Regions from separate parts of the Mus musculus genome. Here region 1 is linked to region 2. Evidence: chromatin contacts called from public Hi-C data. All regions are on one chromosome and are shown on one strand. Each heading gives the region's core, a stretch centred on a gene start, on an enhancer-like site or on the middle of the called end of the contact. The rest is flanking DNA. Distances are from core to core; before and after follow the strand shown. Region 1 holds the start of Irf2bp2 (interferon regulatory factor 2 binding protein 2). Region 2 holds the start of Fbxo31 (F-box protein 31).

What was found. A called contact is a pair of places that touch in the nucleus more often than the background predicts.
Region 1: a Hi-C map of B cells shows a contact between it and region 2, with 5 read pairs. The contact joins the promoter of Irf2bp2 here to the promoter of Fbxo31 in region 2.

Annotation. Positions count from the first base shown.
Region 1 is chr8:126,591,055-126,596,819 of GRCm38.p6, reverse strand. Irf2bp2 (interferon regulatory factor 2 binding protein 2) reads left to right here and starts at 2,834. Exons shown (of 2, transcript NM_001164598.2): 1 at 2,834-4,380; 2 at 4,992-5,765. The coding sequence starts at 3,384. The coding sequence ends at 5,707. Gm31546 (a long non-coding RNA gene) reads left to right here and starts at 652. Exons shown (of 2, transcript XR_388210.1): 1 at 652-945; 2 at 1,158-2,555.
Region 2 is chr8:121,575,523-121,580,931 of GRCm38.p6, reverse strand. Fbxo31 (F-box protein 31) reads left to right here and starts at 2,126. Exons shown (of 9, transcript NM_133765.4): 1 at 2,126-2,474. The coding sequence starts at 2,177. It overlaps n-TMcat17 (a tRNA gene), which reads left to right and starts at 1,631; the gene lies at 1,631-1,703.

The DNA.
Region 1 (5,765 bases), core at 1,585-4,084, 5.0 Mb before region 2:
GATCTGTTTTGGCCCACAGACTTAAGCATTAGAATCCCTTCCCATCCCCCTACACAGATTTGTATTTAAAAGGAGAGATCTTTGGAATTAAAGTCAGGAAAACTGTTGCTCGTCTAGTCTCCACAGACCCCCTCCCTGTAGAGTATTTCCTTCAGTTCTTAAGACAAATCACAAGTTTCCCGTGTCCTGAATAAGCGCCAGCCTCAACCCACAGCATCTGCCTGCCTGTCCACTAAGGAATGCACACACAGATGCTGCAGCCAATCCTGTAACCTTGACTCTTGGACAGCCAAGCTCATCCTCACTCTCTTCTGGGAGGACCCGGAGCCTTAAGCAAGAGGGCAGTCTACGTGACTAAAACATACCAACTTCCTCTTTCATAAGTCGTCACATGGTGAGCTACAATTACAATTCCTGCCTTGTCTGTGCGAATTGCAGACGCATTGCCTCACCCTAGAAACCCCGCTCCTGTGTGTGGAGGAGGCAGGCTGTAACTCCAGCAGCAGCCGCTTTGGACAGGATCCAGCTCCAGTCTGCAGCGGGAGGGAGGGTAGTGGGTGGAAGACAGAAACAAAGCTATGTTTACTTAGCATACATCGATTAAAAAAAAAAAAAAAAAAAAAAAAAACCGGCTCCGGAGTTACATGAAAGGCCAGGCATCATGAAAGGCTGTTGATACAGTATAAGGGTTTGCTGCCCTGGATCCAGGACCTACCTTAACCCCCTGGAGCCGGGTTGCTTTTTATGAAGGACAGCCCAGATCTAAAATAGCCTTTCCATTTTCCAGCAGGCAGGCATCTGGAGGGGGTGGAGGGAGGCTCCCCCCCCCCGCCCCCCCTGCGCACAGCTCTAACAGCTCAGTTTCAACATGAAGCCAGTGTGAAATACAAAGGAAATGCCGGTCTTTTGGAGAAGCTCCACTTCGCATTTCTCAAGGCAGACATTGTATGTACCTCGGCAATTCTATTTTGGGTTGTAGTGGCGGCTTTCCCTGGAGAGGGCATTGTGGGCTGCTGGCAGGTGGACCGAGTACAATCAGGCCAGGCTTTCAAGGGAGGTTCTGCTTTGTTTTAATGTTTCTGTGTCTGCCTAGTGGGCCATCTCTCAGGGCACTGAGATGACTCTGCAGTCAGGGCAGCTTCATCTCCTCCACTCAGGTTCTGCACGGTCAAAATCACGTGCTCAGATGAGTGACACAGGGTCTTGGAAGAGAGTGACCAGACTGACAGGTCCTGGAGCAGGTGCCCAAACCAGCTGGCACCAGCTGCTTCTGGGAATGGATCCGGGTAGGCCCCATTCCAGGCTTGGAGAGGGTGAGGCAGGCTTGTGACTGGAAGGGGAGCTGGGGAGGCCCTTGACACAGATGTACCTTCTCTGGAAAGCCCCGAGAGAGACGTTCAAGGTTAGCCTGTGGACGCCCTTGGCATCTGGCGCTAAGCTTTCTGTGCCACCTCCAACAGGTTTATTCTTGTGCTCTAAACAGCTCTCTGGGCTGCTTCTCTGTGGGGCGTGTTTCCTCTTGTGGCTATTCTTTGAAGCAACCTGGCATTTTTCAATAGCAGCCACCGGAGAAAAAAAGGTCAGCAGATTTTTCCCCCCTCCCTTTCCACCTTCCAATCCAGTTGTAGGAAAGCTAATGTACTTAGTACCCTGCTCTTCCCACACTTAACCAGCCCATTCCAATCTTGGGGAGAGAGGTGGACCTGCGTTGTTCACCACAAAAGCAAAAGCGGCTCTTACTCAGAGTAGTAGGTCTCAAATCAGAGCCTGACTGACCGACCACTGACAGCACACACCAGTCCCTGCTCCCTACCAAAGTGTACAATTCGGTGTTCCGTCCACTCTGGGCAGCCCTCACTGCCCAGCGTGGAAGGGAACAACGAAGCGATGCTGCCAGGCGCGTCTGTGCCCACTGGGCTAAGCCGGATGGTACAACAGACAGCCAAGTCCACCCGCCAGCGCACGCCCTAGGCGCAAAGGGGACAGCGCGCGCCCAGAGTTGGCCACTCGAAGTTCGGCCCCGCGGAGGCGGTGGGGCAGGGCCTACTAGCCAGAGACCGGGGGCGGGTCCTGAGCCGTGACGCGGTGCGCTGCAGAGCCCAGATCCCTGGAATGTGCACTAGCTCGGCGCGGCCCCAGGGCCCGCGGCGCTGGGCACGTCTTATGTGGAGTTTGCGCAGTGGCAGCGTCCCTTGCCCACGTCACGCGCTCGCTGCACAGACCTACATAAGACGCTGGGCGGCGGCGCCTGAGGAGCCTCGGGCCTGTGCGTCCTCCTTTCAGTGCACGCGCAAAAGAGGCCGGGCCTGCCTGAGCACTAAGTTTTTGTAAAACTTAAAGGGGCAGCGGCAGTGTGTAGTTGCTTCCTCGACCAAAACAGGGCAGAGTGTTGATAGCGTGCGCGCGCCCAGCTGAAGCCAAGTGAGACGCTAACAAGGAAAAGTCCAAAGTGCGCCTCGCTATGCTCCAAATTCCATGCTCAGGAGGCTGCCAGTAACCAAGTGATAAAGTGGCATTGCATGTAAAATAAAACAGTTTGCACGATTTAATCGAAAGAACAGGGCCATGGGTTGGAGCATCCTGGCTGGGTAGGCGGGGTGACACGGGACTCTTGGGGACGCGAGCTGCACACCTGCGGCGCTAGGGCCGCGTGAACTGGTCTGCGCCTCAGTCCCGGCGCGCACGCGATCGAGAAACGGAAGAATCCAGGGTGGCGCGCGAGAGAGCGCAGAGGGAGGGAGGGAGGGAAGGAGGGCGGGCGCACGGGGCCGCGCGCGCCAGGGAGGGAGGGGGCCGCGCAGGCGCCGTGCAGAGCTGTCGAAGAATCAAGTCTGTAGAAGTGGAGCGGCCGCGGCGGTAGCAGCAGCAACAGCGGCGGCGCAGGAGCTGAGGCGCAGTGGGTGCTGTGCAGCGGCCGCGCCGGGGCCCGGGACCGAGCTGCACGCCGCCGCGCGCGGCATGCCCCGCCGCTCGGGCTGAGCTGCCCCGGCGGCTGCCCCGCGTCCCCCGTACCTCGCGCGGCTCTGCGCCCCGGGCGCCAGCGCGACCTGCTGCGCTCGCGGCCCGTCTTTGCCCCGGTCTGGAGGCCCCAGCCCGCGGCCCCGGCCGAGCCGCCGCCCCCGCGCGCGCCGCGCCGCCCCGCCGCCCGTGGGGACCTGCAGGCGCGCCCCGCCGCGCGCCCGCCGCCCCTCGTGCCCCGGGGGCGCCGCGCGGGCGCCGCGCCGGCCCGGGCTCTGCCGCCGCCGCCTCCTCGCCTGCGGCCGCCGCCGCCGCTAGTCGCGCAGACGCGGGCTTGGGCCGGCCGGCGCGCGCGCGCGGGATCCACGGGGGGCGGCGGCGTCCCCTCACCCGGCTCCTCCTGCGGCGCGGCGGGCTGTGCGGACATGGCCGCGGCGGTGGCGGTGGCGGCCGCCTCTCGGCGCCAGTCGTGCTATCTGTGTGACCTGCCCCGCATGCCCTGGGCCATGATCTGGGACTTCACGGAGCCCGTGTGCCGCGGCTGCGTCAACTACGAGGGAGCCGACCGCGTGGAGTTCGTCATCGAGACGGCCCGCCAGCTGAAGCGTGCTCACGGCTGCTTCCCGGAGGGCCGCTCCCCGACCGGTGCACAGCCCGCAGCCGCCAAGCCACCGCCACTGTCGGCCAAGGACCTACTGCTGCAGCCGCCGCCGCAGCTGGGCCACGCGGGCGCCGAGGCCGCGCGCGCTCAGGCTATGGAGCGCTACCCGCTGGCGCCGGATCGTGCCCCGCGCCTGGCCTCCGACTTCAGCACGCGTGCGGGTGCAGGCCTCCCACAGTCGGCCGCGCAGCAGTCCGCGCCGGCGAACGGCATCCTGGTGCCCAACGGGTTCTCCAAACTGGAGGAGCCGCCGGAGCTGAATCGCCAGAGCCCGAACCCTCGGCGTGCACACGCCGTTCCGCCCACTCTGGTGCCTCTGGTCAACGGTTCTGCCGCGCTGGGGTTGAGCGGCCGTGCTGCGGCCACACTGGCCGCGGTGAGCGGAACACCGGGCCTGGGAGCTCAGCCCGCCGAGTTGGGCACCCACAAACGCCCGGCGTCTGTGTCGAGCGCGGCGGCGGAGCACGAGGCGCGCGAGCCGAGCAAGGAGAAGGCGCAGCCCGCGCACCGGAGTCCGGCCGACAGCTTATCCAGCGCGGCCGGGGCCAGCGAGCTGAGCGCCGAGGGTGCAGGCAAAGGCCGCGCGCCCGGGGAGCAGGACTGGGCCAGCAGGCCTAAGACGGTGCGGGACACGCTCCTGGCGCTGCACCAGCACGGCCACTCGGGGCCCTTCGAGAGCAAGTTCAAGAAGGAGCCGGCTCTGACTGCAGCAGGCAGGTTGTTGGGTTTCGAGGCCAACGGGGCCAACGGGTCTAAAGCAGGTAGGGGCGACTGCGGGGCGAGGGGAGAAGGGATGGAGGGCGTGGGGTTAGAGGCAGCGTTTGAGCGCCCGCCCACCCGTGTGTGTGTGTGTGTGTGTGTGTGTGTGCGCGCGCGCGCGTGCGTGTGTGCGCGTGGGTGGGTGGGTGGGTGGGTGGGTGGTAGGGATCCATTCTTCCATGCACAGTTTTGCCTTAATCCAGAAACAACAAACAGCCAACTTCCTGGTCGGCCCGGGGCTGAACCAGAGCTTAGTGGCAACGTGGTCCCTCTGCTGAACCAGCACAACAGGGATGAGTCAGAACGGGTTGATAGGCAGCGACACGGGGTTTTCCTTTCCCAGCACATTCTTGGATGGAAGCGTGAGGGCAGCAGTCACCCTTTAACCTGTCTGCTAAATGCAGTCACATGAGCTGGTCTGGGGTTGGAGCCTTTCAGGCAGGATCCCATGACTTGGCTTACCTTGGAGGTGGTGTGCAGGCTCAGAGCCCTTTATTAGGGGAAATGTTTGAAGCTGCGTGCAGAACTATGTGTGTTTTTGAAGATGAGAGCTGTCTCTTTGGGGGTACGTTAAAGTTAATCTTCCTTTTCTTCCATACCTGTCTCTTTCCAGTTGCAAGGACAGCAAGGAAAAGGAAGCCTTCCCCAGAACCGGAAGGGGAAGTCGGGCCCCCTAAGATCAATGGTGAGACACAGCCTTGGCTGTCCACTTCCACAGAAGGGCTCAAGATCCCCATCACCCCTACATCCTCTTTTGTGTCTCCACCACCCCCTACTGCCTCTCCTCATTCCAACCGGACCACACCGCCTGAAGCGGCCCAGAATGGCCAGTCCCCAATGGCAGCCCTGATTTTAGTAGCAGACAATGCCGGGGGCAGTCACGCCTCAAAAGATGCCACCCAGGTTCACTCCACCACCAGGAGGAACAGCAGCAGCCCGCCCTCTCCCTCCTCTATGAACCAAAGAAGGCTTGGCCCCAGAGAGGTGGGGGGCCAGGCCACCGGCAGCACCGGAGGACTGGAGCCGGTGCACCCTGCCAGCCTCCCAGACTCCTCTCTGGCAGCCAGCGCCCCCCTGTGCTGCACCCTCTGCCACGAGCGGCTGGAGGATACTCACTTTGTGCAGTGCCCGTCTGTCCCTTCGCACAAGTTCTGTTTCCCTTGCTCCAGACAAAGCATTAAACAGCAGGGCGCTAGCGGAGAGGTCTATTGCCCAAGTGGAGAGAAGTGTCCTCTGGTGGGCTCCAATGTCCCCTGGGCCTTCATGCAAGGAGAGATTGCTACCATCCTCGCCGGAGATGTGAAAGTGAAGAAGGAGAGAGACTCGTGACTTTCTGCGTTCAGAAAAGCCCATGGTTACCCTTAACTCAAACTTGTTGAACTGTATA
Region 2 (5,409 bases), core at 877-3,376:
GGCTCACACAGTGTTTGCTTTTCAGTCTTTTCAACTTAGCTAAGCCTATACTTTAATGTTAACCTTCTCTCCTCCATGGGGCTAGGATTACTGGAGCTTGCCGTCACATCACGGAGGCTGGCTTTGTTTTTGATTTGCAATAGACCAAGATGTAAACAGAGCAAGTGTCACGCTTTGGAATGGAAGCACGCCCAGCGCTGTAGTGCCCAGCCTCCTCTGCCAGCTGCAAAGGTTGCTGATGCAACCACCAGTACCTTCTGTTCCCTCTCGGCCTCAGGTTCCTCATTCTTCAGCATGACACCTTGTTTGTTTTTATTTTACAGGCTCGCTTGGAGAGTAAACCCCCCTCCCCCAACCTGCTGCTTGCCACATCCAACTGGTGTTTATAATAAGCCATAACCTTTGCTCTGGCATAGTCCCCGGAGGGACAACATGGGACGCTTCTTAGAAGGAGTGGTTTTGAAGCTGGGGAGAAGGGTGTGAGGTCCCCACAGATTGGGAACTGTGTTCTTCAGGGCACACTCCCGCTCCCTCCCGTCCCCAATCCAGTGAGGTGATGGACCAAATGGAGGTGAGACAGAAGCCAGGGCTAGAATGTGAGAAATGTGACCTGGGCAGTCAGAGAGGCCAGGAGGTCAGGGAATAGCTTACAGTGAATGAGCAATGCGGAACTCGCCAGCATTTTGTTTACAGCATCTACACACACACACACACACACACACACACACACACCCCTCTCACAGTTGTTCAGTGAAGGCTGATTGACAGCCCATGAATGATAGACCAGAAGGGTTCATCTTGGAGCAGACAGTCTAGGGTCTCAGCCACATGCCCACAAAGAGCTTACCCTCCCCCGTGGGCATTAACACACGGGGACAAGAGGCAGCGTGTGCTCAGCTACACTTTTACACGATGTTAATATTATCAGGTAATTTAAGTCTTTTTTGTTTTGTTTTGTTTTGTTTTTTACATGAAATCTTGCCGCATAGCTCAGGTTGTCCTGAAAAGTCCCCACCCTCCTGACTCATCTCCCTAAGGTCTAGGATTACAGGCCACCAAGTGGAGCCTTTGCTTAATGCTATTGTTAATCAATCAACGAATGCATTAGGTAATATCTGTTTGCTTGTTGGGATAATTTACTGAGCGGACTGCTAGGAGGCACAGGGTCTCACGTAGCCCAGGCTGGCCGTAAAGTCACTAAGTAGCCAAGAGTGACCTTGTAATTCTGATCCTCCTGCCTTGATCCCCTAGCCCCAAGTTGGGATGAGAGACCGCCACGCAAACGGTTAATTTTAATAATAAAAAATAGGCGATATTGTTATATAGGGTCATTAAGGGCAGAGCTGCGGAGGATACCCCAGACTACTCTTTTCCTGAGAGGGAAGTTTCTAGACGCCTTGTGCTGCGCGGGGCAATGTGAGCTGGAGAGCAGGTTTGGGGACACCAGGAACTCCCACCTCACTGAGCACCAGACCTTTCCTTTTGCAACCAAGGTAATCTTGGCAAGTTAGTTTAGATGTAGTGTTGCTAGGCGACGGTAGCTTTGGTTTATGGTTTCCCTTGCCAGATTTTGTTCATGGCGAGGCCACCACCTGTGCAAAGGCCCTGGCAGCGAGCTTGCTGCTAAGGAGCCTCGTTAGCGCAGTAGGTAGCGCGTCAGTCTCATAATCTGAAGGTCGTGAGTTCGATCCTCACACGGGGCATCCTGCATTGTTTTCTTGCTTAAGGTAAAACCCCTTCGTTCTACCCTGTAAACGGGGTCAGAGGTGGGACTTGTGGGAGGGGTGTGGTCATGCTAGGAGCGGGGCTTTCCGGAGCTGAACCCGGCGACCCTCTTTTAGTGAGCAGCTGGGCGTCCTAAGTTTCTAGCCAAACGTTTTGGGGGCGGAGCCTGGAAATAGGGTGTGGCTCCATACAAGGGCGTGGACCTAACACGTAGGGCGGGGCCTACTGCTCAAGGGGCGGGGCGAAGCGTCTGGGTGGGGCTTGGAAGGGTGGGAGCGTCTAGGGGCGGGGCGAGTCTTCATGGGGGCGTGTGAGGGGTTGGGGTCGGAGGGCGTGGTCACGCTTGGGGTGGAGCTTGAGGAGCCTGCAAGCGGGACTACGGCTGCCTGGCCGCCTGCGCAGAGCGCTGTGCGTGCGCGTCCGCGTGCGCGCCTCCGCGGTGGTGACGGGCATGGCGGTGTGTGCTCGGCTCTGCGGCGTGGGCCCCGCGCGTGGGTGCCGCCGCCGCCAGCAGCGCCGCGGCCCGGCCGAGACTGCGGCGGCGGACAGTGAGGCGGACACGGACCCCGAGGAGGAGCGCATCGAGGCGGGGCCGGCGCGTTGCTCTCTGCTGGAGCTCCCGCCTGAGCTGCTCGTGGAGATCTTCGCGTCGCTGCCCGGCACCGACCTGCCCAGCCTGGCTCAGGTCTGCAGCAGGTTCCGCCGAATCTTGCACACGGACACCATCTGGAGACGGCGCTGCCGCGAGGGTGAGCGGGTGCATCCCCTAGTACGGACACTTGGCCGAGGCAGGAGCATGGTGTGGAGTTCCAAACCAGGCCTGCTGCAGAGTGAGAAAACCAGACAGCTAGCAGGCCAGGGCTGCAGAGTGAGATCCTGTTTTTAAAAATGTCAGACCCCGTCCCCCTAAACCAAACCTACAGCCCACCCTCCCGGTGCAGGAATAATGAGGACGCAAAGCGGCCACAGTCCCATTTGAAGGCCTTACGTCCGTGTACATACATCACGGTACTCAGCCTGAATGGCTTGTTGGTGTGTGTGTGTGTGTGTGTGTGTGTGTCCTGGAGGCTTGCTGTTCCGTGAAGGGAACATCAGGGATTCCACTGCCTGCATGTCACACAGGCTAGTGCTCTGACTGTGTGTGGGCTTCAGCCTTTTCTGTCTTCTGGCCACAGCACGCCGGAGACTGCTTTGTGCATTTTGTAGAAATGCAGGGGATTTACATCTATCTTGTGAAAACCTCTGGGGTGGTTCATCTTCGTGAGCCTGCACTTCTCCAAGTGGGATTGTGGGATGGCAGGCTGTGTGAGGAAGCGGTTTCCCCAGGTCCTCCCTGCTGCAGGGTTCTTGTGTAATTTCACGGTTGACATCAGGGTTCTGGCTTGTCTCCCCTTACCTTCGCACTGTGGGAAGTTGGGGTAATCTTACCCCACGTCTGAGTGGGATTGTGACTTGGGTAGGGGCTTTTATAATAAGTATGCAAAGCCTTCAGTCCTGAACATGACTGGTATGTCTGTTGGCCCAATGTAACGTCCTGTTTGTCTTTTGTCTTGTTTTCTTGTATAAGATCCTCAGTAGTAACCTTTAGTCGCACAGGATGGGTGATGTTTGTTTTCAGCTTCTGTCTGAGCACTGTTCTTTCTTTTTTACAAATTACTCTGTTACTCTGTTTATTGTTATTGTGTGTGTGTGTGAGAGAGAGAGAGAGAGAGAGAGAGAGAGAGAGAGGGGCATGCATGTCTTTGGAGGTTAGAGGACATCTGTTTCTTCTCTGGCAGTGGTCCTCAACCTTCCTATTGCCACAACCCTTTAATACACCTCATGCTGTGGTGACCCCCAGCCATACAGTTATTTTGTCGCTACTTCATAACTGTAATTTTGCTGCTGTTAAGAACTGTAATGTAAACGTCTGTGTTTGCCAGTGGTCTTAGGTGAACCGCTAATGGGTCCTCAGGTTCTCACCGCACAGGTTGAGGACCTCTCCTCTCTGGGTTCAGGGCATGGAGCTCAGGTTGTTGGTCTGTGCAGCAAGGCTTTCTTTGACTGGTGTTCACCTGATGGTTAGCGTGTGCACCTTTGACACCCGGGCACACTCCAGAGTGCTCTCCATTGGTCTGCTGGGCCTGTGCTGATTTTGGGGGAACTCTAGGGGGCCTGGGTAGGTCATTGCTAAGACCAGGATCACAGACTTCTGTGAAACTAGAGATTTCAGAGGGGTGCTCTGGCCATGCTAGCTCAACTGGAGCTTGGGACATACTCCCAAGAGAGTTATGAGCAGAAATGTATGGAGTCCCATTGCCAGTGTGGAAAGTGGTGGGGGCAGCCTGGGAGAGCCTCTTCTAGCCCCCCTCTTCCCCTGCTTCAGCTCTCGATAGAGAGCAAGTCGTCTCACCTACACCAGAATTCCAACTTTGAGAAAGTAAAGGCCTGGGAACCAAAAGGCCGCAAAGTATTGGTGTTGCAGGTGTAAGCCACCACACTTAGCGTTAAAAAAGATTATTATTATTATTTGTATGTGTGCGCACGTGTGTGTGTGTGTGTGTGTGTGTGTGTGTGTGTGAGAGAGAGAGATTGCAGGTACCTACTGGCTCCAGTAGAGAGGCATACGACGACTCCCCCTAGAACTAGAGTTGCAAATGGTTGTGAACCACCCACCTCTGTGTGGATGCTGGGAACCAAACTCGGTCCCCCACGAGAGCGGTTTGTGCTCTGAACTTCTGAGCAGTCTCTTCCGCCCTTACCCCGCATTTCCCCCTTTGGTCTGTGGGTTTTATTCAGATCATCTGGAAGGGATTTCTGTTTTGTGTTTCTTTTGTTCTCACTTGGTTTTGAACTCTTGTGGTAGTTACTGGCCTTGGATGTTTGTGCGCAGGTGGTGTCTGGCATGCTAAAGTGCTGAGCGTGGTCAATGATGACAGGGTACCTGGCAGCCCTTTGTGAGACAAGATCTCCAAATGTAGAGGAGGCTGGCTTTGTACTCTTCATTCTGTTTTTAACACACACACACACCCTGGGTCACAGCCATGTCAGGCCACCTGGCTATTCAGGAAGGTGTACTCTAATCCATGGAGGTCCGGGACAGGTTGGCTGGCGGGCCTGGGATTTGTGGGTCCCTTTGAGGCAGTCTCTTTGTGCTTAACTTCCTGGGGAGTTGGGGAAATGCTGTGTGTGACACAGTCTTGCTCTTCTTTCTCTGAGGCCCTGAGCATCTTCTTGGATTCCAAAATCAAGTAGATTTATATAAAAAAAACCCAGCACACAGCCTTTCCCCATGAGCGGGCCTGGATCCTCTCAGCCTCTGTGGTTTCCTGGCAGAGCTGTGATGTTGGGTAGGCTCTGTTTGTGGTGTGTCCCAGGGGAATAGGTGAGGCTGGTGTAAGCGTTTATGGATTTATTGCTGGGATTTATTCTTGCTGAGACTTGGGCCAAGACTGACCATCAAGGTGCCAACCAAACATGTGCTTTTTAAAGTTTGTAAGTGGGCCTCGGAGGCCAGGCTTGTAATCCAGCTTCATAAAGCTGAGGCAGAGGGATGAGAAATTAAAGGCTGGCTTGGGCTCTAGAATGAATTCAGGGTTAGCTCTTGTCTGAGTAAAAAGTGAAAAAGTCTGGGTGTAGCTGAGAGGATGGGAGTGATTCCCTGGGGTCCACTCTCGGTACCACTGAAAATGAAAACAAACGAAA